Linked DNA regions of Hordeum vulgare: region 1 is linked to region 2. Evidence: chromatin contacts called from public Hi-C data. All regions are on one chromosome and are shown on one strand. Each heading gives the region's core, a stretch centred on a gene start, on an enhancer-like site or on the middle of the called end of the contact. The rest is flanking DNA. Distances are from core to core; before and after follow the strand shown. Region 1 holds the start of LOC123402015 (CAAX prenyl protease 1 homolog). Region 2 holds the start of LOC123402360 (rho GTPase-activating protein 5-like).

Region 1 (7,039 bases), core at 1,967-4,466, 760 kb before region 2:
AATACCTGCACAGCTACAAAGGAATATGCAGTGTGATTGAGTTTCCAGTGCCCAAGCTCGTGTGCAAGAACAGAAACTATCTCATTATCATTACTACACTGAAACAAACACAAGGGTAACAGTCAAGTAGTCAAACCTGCATGAATTCCCAAATCACAATGGAAAAAATAGTGAACAAAGAACAAAAATGGCCATTTGTTTGAACCTGTTGTATCAATGTGTCATAGAGAACAATGCGCTTATTCTTGAAAAACCCATACATGTAAGCCTGAAAGAGATTGACAGTTGAAATCATATTAGAAGAACATCAATAACTAGTTAGCAATGAAACAAACTCCAAAGGTAGAGCAATTAACATATACATTACTGTGGCTTGATCGAGTAGACCCATCCACCACAAAAAGCTTTTTCAGAGGAAACTTGAGGGAATCTGCTAACTTCTCTATTTTCTCCCTGAGTGAGCCTTCAGGAAGCTGTTGAAATCAGCAACTTCAAGTTCAGTCTTACCATGAAGTTACTATGTGGATACAGATGGAGAATGGATGCATATACCATTCTCACAGAAAACCATATTGAATGAGGAAAATGACTGACGCGGTGCAACAAGTAAAGATACTCACAGGAGTGAATTTGTTGAACAGAGGAGCTATCATGATGGGGTAAATTGTCATCATCAGGAGAGCTAGCGCAAACATAAAACCCCAGAGATATATTGCTAGGTAAGGCCCTCCATTCTGAAGCAGTACAGGAAAAGGTAACTCAGTTGGGTGACATATGCATTCATCTGATTGCGAAAGGGGTTAAGGGACAGTTAATAAAGATGCATGTTAGCATGATAGTTCAGAATAGAGGGTTGCACAACATAAAAATATGGTGTACCTGTACTATAACGATGATAGCAGCCACAATTGGTGGTGCGAGTACAGTGGACAGCAAAATTCCCTTGATCATGTCCCAAATGAAGAGCCAGAATGTTTGCTGAGAAAGGGCAAGAGAAAAAACAACATAAATACGTTACGAAATGAAGATATCAAATTATTGAGTGCTCCAAAGCACCATAAGTTGACACAATTCAAATACATCCATATGTATATTTGCTTTATGTTCACAAACAGAAGTGCAGAAATTGAAAATTATAGACATACCTTGTTAAAACCGTGTCGAGCCTCGATAACAAAAGTTGAGTACAGAGAGAATGGCAAGTCTGTGATCTGTATTGCATCAAGTATGTATTAGGTAGTCACATTTGCATAAGAAATTGGATTGCCATAAAAGAAAATATTGATAGACAATGAACACAGGTAAACATTGAGGTTACTTAGGTGCTATGGAAACATTCAAAAAGAACTGCTGATCAATCAATCTAAAGAAATCAGAATCTTGATTGATGCATGTTTGAACAAAATAAATGCACCTTATGCTATACGTTAAATAAAATAACTAGTGAAAATGTTGAAATGGGTATGGGTTAGTATCTCTGTCAGGACCAAAATCAGCAGAAAGAAAGACACATCAAGGAGTTTATAGGTGTCGAAAAACTATGAAATTAACTCCTGATTCTTAGATTCCTTCCTGCAATAGCTAGCATCATAGATAATCAAGCATTTGATCCTTCAGAGCTAAAGCTAATGCGTCACATATACCTAATCCAATTAATTGCAAAAGACTGTTGAAGAATTTAAAAGAACTGAATATGAAAGCAGAGAAAACGTAATAAACACATGTGGCCTTCTGAAGGAGGCAAATAAATTGATAATACCTGTGACCAAACCATGACACCTGCTAAGAATGCAAGGGTGTGTATTATCTCATTTTCTGCATTCAGGCCAACGTTGGTTACTAACACTCCAGAATTCTATAAAAGGAAGAGGATAGTTAGAACCAAGCTCCTGCACAAAAAGGGTAAAGGACAGCAAGTCAAAGACTTTGTCTTACCTTCCAAAGCCAAGGAAGAACTTTATAGTACAGTATTATGATATCGCATACTATAGTTATGGCCTCACGTACAAAATTGAAATTACTGCAAGAGGAAGTATACATGTCAGTAAAGACAATCTAAAAAGATACAGAGAAGATTAAGTGGGAACGCAGCTAATGAAATTAGGTGTCAGGAATGGTTTCTAAACGAGGTATGGTTGGAAGGGCTGAGTAGAGTATTATAAGCACCTTTTGTCCAGGCTATAAGCTCTCGCCTGCTCAAATTTTTCATGACTAATAACTTTTGCCAGGGATTTTGGCAATGTTGGCAATTTAAGGGCTCTATGCTGCCTGATGTTAAGATATGTCTCAAAAATGTAATTGAGAATCATAAAGCCTGCAGAAGGGACATACATTGAGACGAGCATGTCAGGAATAGACAACAGAAACAATAATAATGATAATGACAAGGTAAATAAAAATACGAAATCTTGACTTCGTACATATGATCTGTTCACACAATTTTGACAAACTTGTGTTAAACACTACTACTTGCAACTTAGTTCAGAAATATTGGCTCATTTTGTACTAGTAAGTGATCATCAAATCTGCACAATACTACACATCTTGTGTTACATAACAGAGCTTGAAAGCGCAAACAAGTCCATGCATCAGGCGACAGGAACCATCTTCAGTCAAATGTAATTCTGCGGATGTACTCCTAACTGCCACGCTGAATACTCTACACTAATCTCCAGGTAACCCAATCTATCCAAAACCTCAGATCACCGCACCTGGATAAACATCTCGCACACACACGACTCACGCCACACTGAGCCATCAAGATCACTCGCTACGCTGGAGAAAATCAAACTGCCCAGACACCCAAACGGTTCCGCGGCACGGGCAAATCCAGCGGCGAAAAGGTCGCGACCCCCGCTAACCCCTAGCTAGGGTTTACACGCGGATCCCGCGCCCATCGAAAGCCGACACGCCCCGGGGAACGAGCGAGCGGACGAGCTACTGCCGGGATTGAGCAGCGGACAGAGGCGGAGTCTTACACAGGACGGCCTCTAGGTAGGGCAGCGCCATTGGAGCCGGTGGCGTCTGAAATCGAGGCGCGGAGGCGGCTTGTGTGCCGAGCGAGGGACGGGCTGGCGGGGAGGGGGTCGAGCGCAAAAACGAGGGAACAGTGGAAGGAGGAGGAGGTGGGGGCGGCGTGATGTGGAAAAAAGGGGCGGATACTTTGCTCGGAGTTGGGGGAGGAAGGTATCGCGGCTGCAGCCACGCCGGGACCGGGTGGGGAACGGCCCGGGGAGCAAAGGGGGCTTGGATGTGGCTGTCGCCTAGTCCACCTTTCTTAAACTTAATATACTATATTTTTTCTGAAAAAATGAATACGGTTGAATTACCGAAAATGGCTATGTGGTGAACGTTCGCTTGGAGTGTATTCCCAGCGAACGCCCCCAACTTGTCATGCCATTATATTACCAACTAAATTTGTCATAATGTCATGACAACTTTGTAGGAATTGCCATGGCCGAAGGCAAAAGTTGTCATGTACCAAAAGAAAGGCATAATAATTGTCACGTTGAGTAGAGAAATTGTCATCTGTGAGATCGTGATATAGAACTGACAACAGAAGCATCGACTGATTGTGGAAGCCCTAAAAATCTGACGCTCCGTGGGTATTGAGGTCCAAACAAATATTGAATTGTGGATAATCTTTTGGCGACTTTTTTCATAAAAGGTCGCATTCCCAGCTTCTCGCATGAGTCACCGCACACATTCCATTCATTTAGATTTATTATGGACTAGTAAGCTTAGATGATGCTCCACGCATTGCCGCGAGAATCATGCTACAACAAATGCATCAATAAGTGATTAAAACAACTAATTAAAATAATGTGATGCCATCTTTTTACAAAAATGTGATGTATGAACTAAAAAATTGCTCCAAACTTCCACGCATATATTGTTCATGGCCACATATAAATTAGTGCACAAAATTAAATAGTTATTGACATGGATGACTTCATTCCACCGGAAAAAATACATGATGACTTAATGAGGGGGCATGGTTTGCATTGTTAGATTAATGCAAGAAGTGTAACTTATGGGCACATGCATGACTTCTACTCCCTTCGTTCCTAAATATTTGTCTTTTTAGATATTTCACTACGGACTACATACGGATGTATATAGACATATTTAAAGTATAGATTCACTCATTTTACTTTGTATGTAGTCCACAGTTGAATCTTTAAAAATACAAATATTTAGTAACGGAGGGAGTAATGTCACACGATTTTTATCATGGCTACAAATAATTGAGGTGATGTAGAAGCATGGGTGTTGAAAAAAATCTAGTAGTGGGTGGTAGCTATTTAGATATATTAGAGGATACCCCTGGTGTTGTTGCGGGAATTGGTTGAGGAAAGTTGGGTTCATAACATGATAAACGAAATTTGAAGTGCATATGCTTACTATATTTGATTATGTATTGTCTTAGCAATGTGTATTGATTATAAGTAGAATAATTGAATGGAAACAATCTTTCCATGTCTGGTTGTATGGTGTAGTGGGTCTTTCCTCGTGCATGATTGCATGTTGAGATGAGCCTTATCGCATTCATACTATAACATGTTGACATGGTAGCCCACATGTTTCTGCGGTATTTCATAAAAATATGATGCAAAATTATAAAATTAAATGATATATGTGATATTATAAATGGAATTTCATCAAAAACAACATCAACAAAGATGCGAATATATATAAATCCCAAATCACCTTGCAAAAAAATGTCCATATTTGCCATACAAAATCGTACAACTTCATAAGACTACCTTTCCATTAGGTTTTTGTTTTTCCTATATGATAAAGCATAGTTGGCACCATATTCGAATGTTACCCTCTTTGTATCTAACTATAATAGCCAAGACCTATCTTCATCTATGTATTTATGACACATTACATGGATCATTGCATATGACAGATAGTGACATGTGTGACCTGTAAAAGCTGTAAAGAAGGTGACCAATGATCAAACAGACAAATATCTTATGAATGTAGATAAAAAATGAGAGTGGATATTCTGCACAAACAAACGGACGTGCAAGCTACTTGGAATCTGATCAAGTGCCTTGTGGACATAGATTAAAATTTGGTAGACCGGTGCAGCATGACATGTTGTACATATCAATACTTTTCCCAACATAGTCTATTTATTCTGCATCAAAATGAATTGGTGTGCCATATATAGTTCAAGGGATGTGGGGTTACGAAATTGGTAGGGGGGAAGCACAAAGAGAAGGGACTTAGAAAATCAGTAAGTCATAGACATATATCACATAATTGAGATGTAGCGAAGATTAGAGAGGAGCAGATACAACATGTTACCTGCGAGGAGGGTGGACTTGTACTTTCACGCGAGTAAAGAAAACAGGGTCTTGAGTGATTGATCTGAAGCCATGCACAGGCACATGATCATCAGGAGGCTAATCGACTGAGGGAAGAAGTACGATAGAAGCATTCGGAGCAACAAAACATAGAGCACCTTTAGATCCCAGAGTGTAACCTTAGAAAATCTGGGGTGACTGAAGTAGGGACGATGCATATACAAAAGTAAAAGTTTGTTCTGAGATAAGGACATGAACATGCGTGTGTGCTGGATGGAATTATGCATAGAAATGTTTTTAAATGCAAACGCAAGGTCAGTGTAATAAGGAGAGATGAATGCAGCCACCATTTCATGTGCATTTGTTGTTGGGAAAGCTTCTCCCGTGGAGGAAGAGATAGTAACGGCAAGGATGGGAGAGCCTCCGACGTGGATGCATAAGGGATATTGGCGACATTAAAAAGAGCAACAGGGAAGACGAAAGCGAGTTAGTGCATGTGCAGGCAAAAGGTTTGTGGCTGCGACCCGCTAGGGGAGCATCGGTTGATGGGAGGTAAAAGGTTAGTGGCGGCGGCCGACCTGCCAGGAGAGCATCGGTTAATGAAAAGATTTTTTTAGGCGACTTGTCGATGGAAAAGTTTCATGATATAGAACTAACAACAGAAGCATAGATTGATTGTCAGGTGCTATTATTTCTTCTATCCAATGGAACGTTACAAGAAGGAAATTAAGTCCGACGCATAGAAAAACTTGGTGTGGCCCAAGTGAACAAAGAAGATTTGGCCTAGAAAACTCACGTGCACTCAATGAAGTGCTTCGTACAGCCCACGCGTTGGATATTGATTTCCTTCGTGATTTTTGTTGCTGAGCGATGACCCACAAGTATAGGGATCTATCATAGTCCTTTCGATGAGTAAGAGTGTCGAACCCAACGAGGAGCAGAAGGAAATGACAAGTGGCTTTCAACAAGGTATTCTCTGTAAGCACTGAAATTATCGGTAACAAATAGTTGCGGGATAAGATAATTCGTAACGGGTAACAAGTAACAATAGTAACAAAGGTGCAGCAAGATGGCCCAATCCCTTTTGTAGCAAGGGACAAGCCTGGACGAACTCTAATATAAGGTAAAGCGCTCCAGAGGACACATGGGAATTTCTGTCAAGCTAGTTTTCATCATGTTCATATGATTCACGTTTTCTACTTTGATAGTTTGATATGTGGGTGGACCGGTGCTTGGGTGATGTCCTTACTTGGACAAACATCCCACTTATGATTAACCCCTCTCACAAGCATCCGCGACTACGAAAGAATAATTAAGACAAAGTCTAACCATAGCATTAAAGTGGTGGATCTAAATCAACCCCTTGCGAAGCAACGCATAACCTAGGGTTTAAGCTTCTGTCACTCTAGCAACCAATTATCTACTTATTACTTTCCAATGCCTTCCTCTAGGCCCAAATAATGGTGAAGTGTCATGTAGTCGACGTTCACATAACACCACTAGAGGAAAGACAACATACAACGCATCAAAATATCGAACGAATACCAAATTCACATGACTACTTATAGCAAGACTTATCACATGTCCTCAGCAACAAATGTAACTACTCACAAAGCATAATTATGTTCATGATCAGAGAGGTATTGAATAGCATTAAGTATCTGAACATATGATCTTCCACCAAGTAATCCAACTAGCATCAACTACAAGGAGCAATTAAT
Region 2 (6,941 bases), core at 807-3,306:
TGGTCGGCGGCTTCTCAAACAAGGGCAAGGCCCCGCTCTACCCCCGTGCTATCTCCCCGCCGCCGTTTTCCCGCCGGCCTCGCTAGCGTGTGAGCGTCCCGGTGCACCAAGCGCGGTGGCACTGGGAGCACCGCATGCCGCTCCCTTACTCCGATGTCACCCTGCCGCACGGCTGGCATCTGGATCTGGAGAGGATCCCGGTGTCGGCCGTACCGCGGTCGGCGCGGGTGCACGCGGAGGAGGTGAGCCGCCGTCGGCCTCTACTGACGACGGAGCAGCGGCGAAACCCTGCGTACGCGGCCGACTCCCCCAACTGGGAGCTCTGGTTCGCGGTGGAGCACGAGGAGCAGCGCCGTCGTGGCGTGCGCGACGTGCAGCCAGGATGCCCTCCGCCGCCCCGCCTATCGTCAGCAACGAGGACCAAGAGGATGAGGCCACCTACCAGGCGGCGCTGGCAGCTGTTCTCCGCGACAGCGAGGAGGAAGCGCGGCGCAGGGCCGACGAGGAGGCGGCGTATCAGCAGCGACTCGCTTAGGCCATTGCGCTGTCGGCCGCCGGCGATTGCGTCGTGCCACCTCCGCCGAAGCCCGAGCCCACGGAGCCGCAGGAGGTCTACCAATGGACCGGCATCGTCAACGAGTTTGTCAGTGCGCCGCCCATCTGGCCGGGCGCAATACCGCAACAGGAGCAAGCCTACCTCAAGCACTGAAGGACACGGCACCTGCGGGCGGAGCGCGTCGAAGGCCTTCGGCTGATGAAGCTGGAGAAGGAGGCGGAGGAGGAACGACGGGAGTTGGAGGAGGAGCCTGCCCCTGCTGCTGCACTGCCACCGCCACCAGCACAGCCCGCGCCGGCGGAACAGACGACGGAGGCGCAGGCAGCTGCGCTCTGGAACACGGCGTTCCCCTGGACCGGCCATGCGCCTACGCTGGTCGACCTCACCGGCTCCGACAACGACTAGGGCTGCCTCGTAGTTTTTATGTTTAATTAGTGTAATGCGTACGCGTGGACTCTCGCCGGCCTTCGTGACCGGCTTTTAATGTTTAATTATGCATTTTTATATTATTTTTCGCACGCCGGCAAAAATGGATCTAACCAGCGTTAGACGCATGCCCCGACCTGCGAAAGCGGACATTCGTGTCCATCTAGCTAAACCAAACGAATAGAAAGCGGACAAAATCGCCGTCCATTTGAGTCAGGCGAGTTGAAGTTGCCCTAAGGGCTCAACAGACTAACAGCTACTACTCCGTGCTCAGTTTTTCTTGTGCGTAGTGACCAATTCAAAAATGAGAAATGCAAACAACGTCAAAATTCAGCTTAATAATCCACCAAAGTAACGCCGCAAAAAAATTGCAGTGCCGGAATCCAAAGCACAGGGACCAGCCACGAAAATCATCTGCAAATCTATGGAACGCAAGACGGACTGACCTGGCGCTGGGCGCGGGGCGCGGCACCTCTGGCTCGAGGTCGGCCGGGAGGCCGAGGAAGCCGACGAAACGGTCGAAGGTGACGTGCGAGACGTGGCGCACCTCCGTGGGCTGCCCTATCTGCATCCCCGAAGCCCCGGTGCCGGGGCCTTCCTCGGCGCGCACGCTGCTGCACAGCACCAGCGACCTCCGCAGCGCCGCCGCCACCATGTCCACCACGGAGACCCCTCCCCTCGCCGCCGGCAGTGTCAGCGGCGACGCGACTGGCTCCTCTTCCTCTTCTTCTTCTGCCTCCTCCTCCTCTTCTTCTTCTTCCTCCTCCTCCTCCTCTTCGGTGTCAGAGCAGGAGGGGGGAGTTTGGCGGCCGAAGCGGATCCGGGACGGCGCCATGTTCCAGCTAAATAAGGTGGCCACCGAAGAATCCCAACCCCCACGCGAGAAGCAAAGGGGATAGGATTGGGAGAGTGGGAGGTGGGAGAGGGGTGGGGGCAGCGAGCGAGCGAGCGAGCGGCTCCGGCGTGGTGTTATGTATGTTTACGGGGGACGACTGCCACGCTGGTTCGCTCAGCCGCCCCTTGTGGTACACTTTGCTGGCTCGCGTTTACCGTCGGAGCTGCCAGCGCCTGCGTCATGTGATTTTCGGGATCTTTCGGTTCAGTTGTTAGCTTCCGTTTTGAAAATTCGGTAGCGGGGGAAGTTGAGGGTGTGTCGTGCTACTAGTAGGAAAATAGTAGAAGTACTGATTTTGATGAACGATGGCGGCGGGGCGAGCCCCGGCTACAGCCTGGATCGCAGAGCAAAGAGTGGTACCTGGACTACTCGTACGGCAGGCAGGCAGGCAGGCAGGCAGGCAGGCTGTGTAGGTTGTTGGTTTCTGTCTTTGGATTTTGCTAAATCTAATCACGGATGTCTATTTTGAGAGCCTCCTAAGCCCTTAATTTGCATGCCTTCATTTTTAAATATAAAACTATTAAAGACATATGAATGTATATAGACATGTACTTCATGTTTTATAATGTATATTCATTTATTTTATTCTATACATAGTCTTTATTAAAAAAATAAAATCTTATATTTAAAAATGAAGGGGATAAATTTCATTTTATCTGTAGCCAGACCGACCAGAGGTGCCTTGAACGAGTTGAGTTCAAGTGAGTTAGATCACACTTAGTTAACTCACGTTTAAATTGTAGCAAGCTCAGACCGAGTCAAATTAAGGATCGCGTGTAAAACATGGCTCATACCAGCTTGTAATGATCTCGGGCTAGTTTCATGCATAAGACGGTGAAAAATTATTTATCTAAGGTATGTCTTTCAGCTAGATATGGCACAACAACGTCATATTGAAAACACTATAACATATCAACAAGATGAAGGTATATTTGTTTCGTAGTAGTTTAACTTTTCTCTCTCAACTCAAATACTACCTATTTGGAATATAAAAGAAGGATTCACTACAAATATCTAATCGAAATAACAAAGTAAATAGTCCAAAGACCATAAGAAGTTCCAGCGTAGTGCACATGTAATGGATGTCGAACTAGAATCGAGCAAGTTAGTGTTACCACAAGATCGGCTCACGTTTCGGTCGAGCCACACAGAAATGTCCGTTTGCATCTCGTTCCTTTTTGAGACGATCTCAAAAGGCTTGTGAGCCTTGAGCTCTTCTTGCAGCCTTACCCATGTGGTTCGGCTTACGAAAACAACCTGCTATGGGTTAACATTTCCTCACTAATCGGCAACATTGGCCTATTTGTCATCGCCGGTGTATCCTGCACTAGCATGTCACGACAATATGTAGTCATACATTTTCGTCTCTGATCTAGACTTTTCATCGTTGTTGAATGCACATCACACGGTATCATTTTCCTGGGAGTACTAATTCAACAAAGATGGTTCTAGACTATAATGCTTCAGGTCGAATTTAAAATTTTCTTCAAAATCAAACAAAATGGAGGCATTTAGAAACAAGGCAAAAATAATGGCAAATTCCTCGTTTTTACCATTATTTTAGTTGAAAACTCGTAGTCAACTCACGTTGGAAAAATCTTAGAATTGAATTCTTTATGAAAATGAATCAAAGAGCCCTAATCTAATATTCCTAAAAACATATGACGATGAGTTCAAAGAGAGATAAATTTCAAGTCAGGGTCGACTTTCAAACCCGCTTCCCTTTGAAAAATTCTTTGACTGATTATTTTCCTATAAAGAGAAGATAGAAAAATGGGTCTGCCTAATAAGAGTCAGTTCTTTTGGTAGCTTTTTTAGCTTTTAGAATAAGTTACCCCATATCCAACTTATTCTAGAAGCCCAACTAAAAACATATTTTTGGTGTTGAAAATAGTAGTGGACTTTAGGCCCATTAGAAAATTTCAGAAATCTTCAAGGGTCCATGTAGGTGGTGGCATGACAAGGTGGTGGTGGGAAGTTTAGTCTCACCCCGCTAGTGGAAAAGAAGTTGGACCCCTTTATAAGGGTCTCTCTTCTACATGTTATTGGAGAGTGAGAATAGAATGTTGAGTAACGTGATTGTTTAAGAAAGCATAGATATAATAGGATTTATTTCTGCCTTGACTTGTACTCCAAGATGATCATGTACTCCTATATATATGCCCACGAGGCTCAAGCAATACAACAACTATTTTCACCAATCTCTATTCTCTCGTTCAACATGGTATTTTCACCAATCCATATTCTCTCGTTCAACATGGTATGTGCCGCAAGGTTCTTGACCTAGCCGCCGCCGCCGCTTCCGCACCGCGCGCCGCCCCTAGGGCGGTCGGCCTCCATGACCGCCGCCGAGGGCCGCGCCGCCCGTACCTAGGGTTCGTTCGCCGGTCGTGTTGACCGGCTGCCCTAGAGAGCCTTTTCCCGGTCTCTTGATCTAGGGTTTCTCTCCTCCGTAGGTCACTTTGATCGGCGTTTTCTTTTTGGTTTTTTCGATCTTAGATCGGATTGCATCGCTCGCCGCCGCCATCGACCACCGCGCCCCTACTCCGACATCGGCGCGACCCGACTTCTCCTTCGACCCGTCGGCCTCGCGCAAACCCAGCGGCCCCTCAACACCGCCGTTCGCGCGCCGGCACGCTCGTCGATCTCCGTTGGTCGTCATCGCCTTGCTCCGATCAGGTCTCCTGCATTGCCCCGACCCGACGGCCATGCGCCATGCGGCGACCCATCACAGTCGCCGTTCGCGTCGCTTTCCCGTTGATCAACACCGTCGCCTCGTCCCGCCGCGCCGCTTGCCTCGGGCCGGCTACATCGGGCCGGTTGTCGCCTCCGCCGCGCCGCCTGCCTCGGGCCTGCTGCCGGCTTCTCGGCCGTCGCTAGCCTGCCTTCACCGAGCGACGTCCACGACCTCGCGTGCAATCGGATTGATCACCCGCCTGCCTGCGATCCGCCTCATCTATGTCGTGCGATCGACCTGGCCCGTTGGTTACGCGCGCCTCTGCAGGCCCCGTGAAGACTGCCCGAGTACAACGCGCCCCTCCATCGATCGAGCATCGGGCTGCCGCTGCGTCGCCCCATCGGGCCGCAGCGCCGCCGCCCAGTGGTTATCTCTGCGGTTGCCCCAATCCACGCGCTACCGCTGCGTCGCTCCTTCGGGTCGTAGTGTCGCAGCCCGCGGTCTACTGCCGCCTCGAGGCCGTCCTTTGCAGGTTGTCCCCGTGGCCGCACTGACCCTCGCGCTGCTGCCGCATCCCCATCGTGCCGTAGCGAGCGTGGCACGCGGTCCCCGCCGCCGCCCGAGACCGTTCCCGTGGCTGCACCGACCCGCGCACCGCCGCTACGTCGCCCCTTCGGGCCGTAGCGTTGCGGCACGCGGTCTACGCCGCCACCCCGAGGTCTTCCGTCGTCCCTCCGCCGTCCCCATGTGTTGACTTTCTATGGTATGCGACGCGCCATCTCCTTCGGCGCGGTAACGCCATCATCCGCGCCCGGTCTTCGTCATGCTGTCGGGCTCTTCCTCGCCTATTTTGAGCATCGCCGCCGCGCTCCTAACCAGCCGCTGCTCTTCTTTTGCGTTGCTGCAGCTCGCTCACCCGAGTCGCACCGCCCGTCCACCTCCTTCATCTTCGTCCAGCACCAGCTCATCGCCAGCGTCGCCGTCGTCTTCCCCAACCGCTTCATCTACTCCGACCACCGCGGGCAACATCGGCCCCGGCCGATTTGCGCCGCAACCGTCGTTGAGTCCCTCTCTGCTAGCCTCCTCGACATGGCATACAGGTTGTGTGCAGGTCCCAGTCTCTGCATGCCCGGTGCTGAAAACACCGACGTGTGCCTTCGTCCCGGTGTGTTCCTAGGCTTGGCAAACCTGGAGCAACGCATCGTCAGCATCGACTTTGTCCGTCTACGCATGCACGGTGTTGGCAACACCGATGTGTGCCTTCGTCCATGATGTGTCCCCAGGCTTGGCAAACTCGACGCGACGCGTCTCAACTACGTCTTCTTCCCGGCGCATCACTACTTCGACACCTTTGCGCCCATGACTAACTTGGCGCCTCCTTGCGCCCGCGGCTCCACGTCGACTTCCTCAACACCGGTTACCCCGACTCGACATCGACCACGGCATTCTACGCACGACTACCTCGACCACGGCTACACCATCCTACGCTCTCGGCTACCTCGACCAACGCACAAAGGGCTACCGCCTTGCTTGAGCAACCTTGTCGGTTTCCACTCCAGCCACAACTTCCACGATGCATCGATCGTTACGACTGTGGGAGGATGACCGTCGGCTTACCTTCGGATTCTTCTCCCGTCTCATCGTCTGTGTCGTTACCATTGTGACCGCAGGGGAATGTTGAGTAACGTGATTGTTTAGGAAAGCATATATAGACTAGGATTTGTTCCTGCCTTGACTTGTACTCCAAGATGATCATGTACTCATATATATATATATGCCCACGAGGCTCAAGCAATACAACAACTATTCCACCAATCCTTATTCTCCCGTTCAATAAAGAAGAGGCCCTCGCGCACTCCTCCTCCACCGCCCGCCGCGCCGCGCCGCGCCGAGCTCATACCTACGCGCTTATTTTTGCCGGTCAGGAACGAAGAATACGTAACGGAGCCGTCACGAGATCAGATTGCCTCTGCCTCACGCGCTCGTTCCTTTTGTTGCTGCTGCCGCCGGCGACTCCGCCCCGTTTACCACGTACACGGTCGACGGGAGAGCAGCCCTCCGAAACCCCGCCTCTTCGGTTCCTATACGGGAGAGGGGCGGTTAGGTTTTTGGGAGCGATCACGCGACTGCTCGGCTCCGTCCGTCCGCGTCGTCCTCATCATCGCCATGGCTGAACCAAGCGAAGCCGACCGTCTCCTCCTCGAGAAGGCCGAAGTCGAGAAGAAGGCAACAGAGGATGCTGCCGCCGCCAACATTGCTGCTACGGCCAAGTGGTCGATCGAAGGGTATAACATGTTTATCCCGCTCCTGTTTATTTCTGTCCTAGTAGTACTAGCTATATGCGTAGATGTTTCTTCTATGTGCGTAGTACTTATTAGCATGCTTCG

What was found. Hi-C and Micro-C count contacts between places; a contact is called where the count stands out from the background.
Region 1: a Hi-C map of seedling shows a contact between it and region 2, with 2.8 times the contacts expected there. The contact joins the promoter of LOC123402015 here to the promoter of LOC123402360 in region 2. A contact is called at or near these places in 3 of 6 Hi-C or Micro-C datasets (leaf and seedling) and 1 of 1 datasets of contacts at active chromatin or transcription factors (embryo).

Annotation. Positions count from the first base shown.
Region 1 is chr6H:442,293,032-442,300,070 of MorexV3_pseudomolecules_assembly, reverse strand. It overlaps LOC123402015 (CAAX prenyl protease 1 homolog), which reads right to left and starts at 3,216. Exons shown (of 14, transcript XM_045095868.1): 1 at 2,979-3,216; 2 at 2,167-2,314; 3 at 1,936-2,020; 4 at 1,760-1,855; 5 at 1,146-1,211; 6 at 880-978; 7 at 621-734; 8 at 363-473; 9 at 206-268; 10 at 6-98. The coding sequence starts at 3,009.
Region 2 is chr6H:441,530,678-441,537,618 of MorexV3_pseudomolecules_assembly, reverse strand. LOC123402360 (rho GTPase-activating protein 5-like) reads right to left here and starts at 2,056. Exons shown (of 5, transcript XM_045096281.1): 1 at 1,429-2,056. The coding sequence starts at 1,817.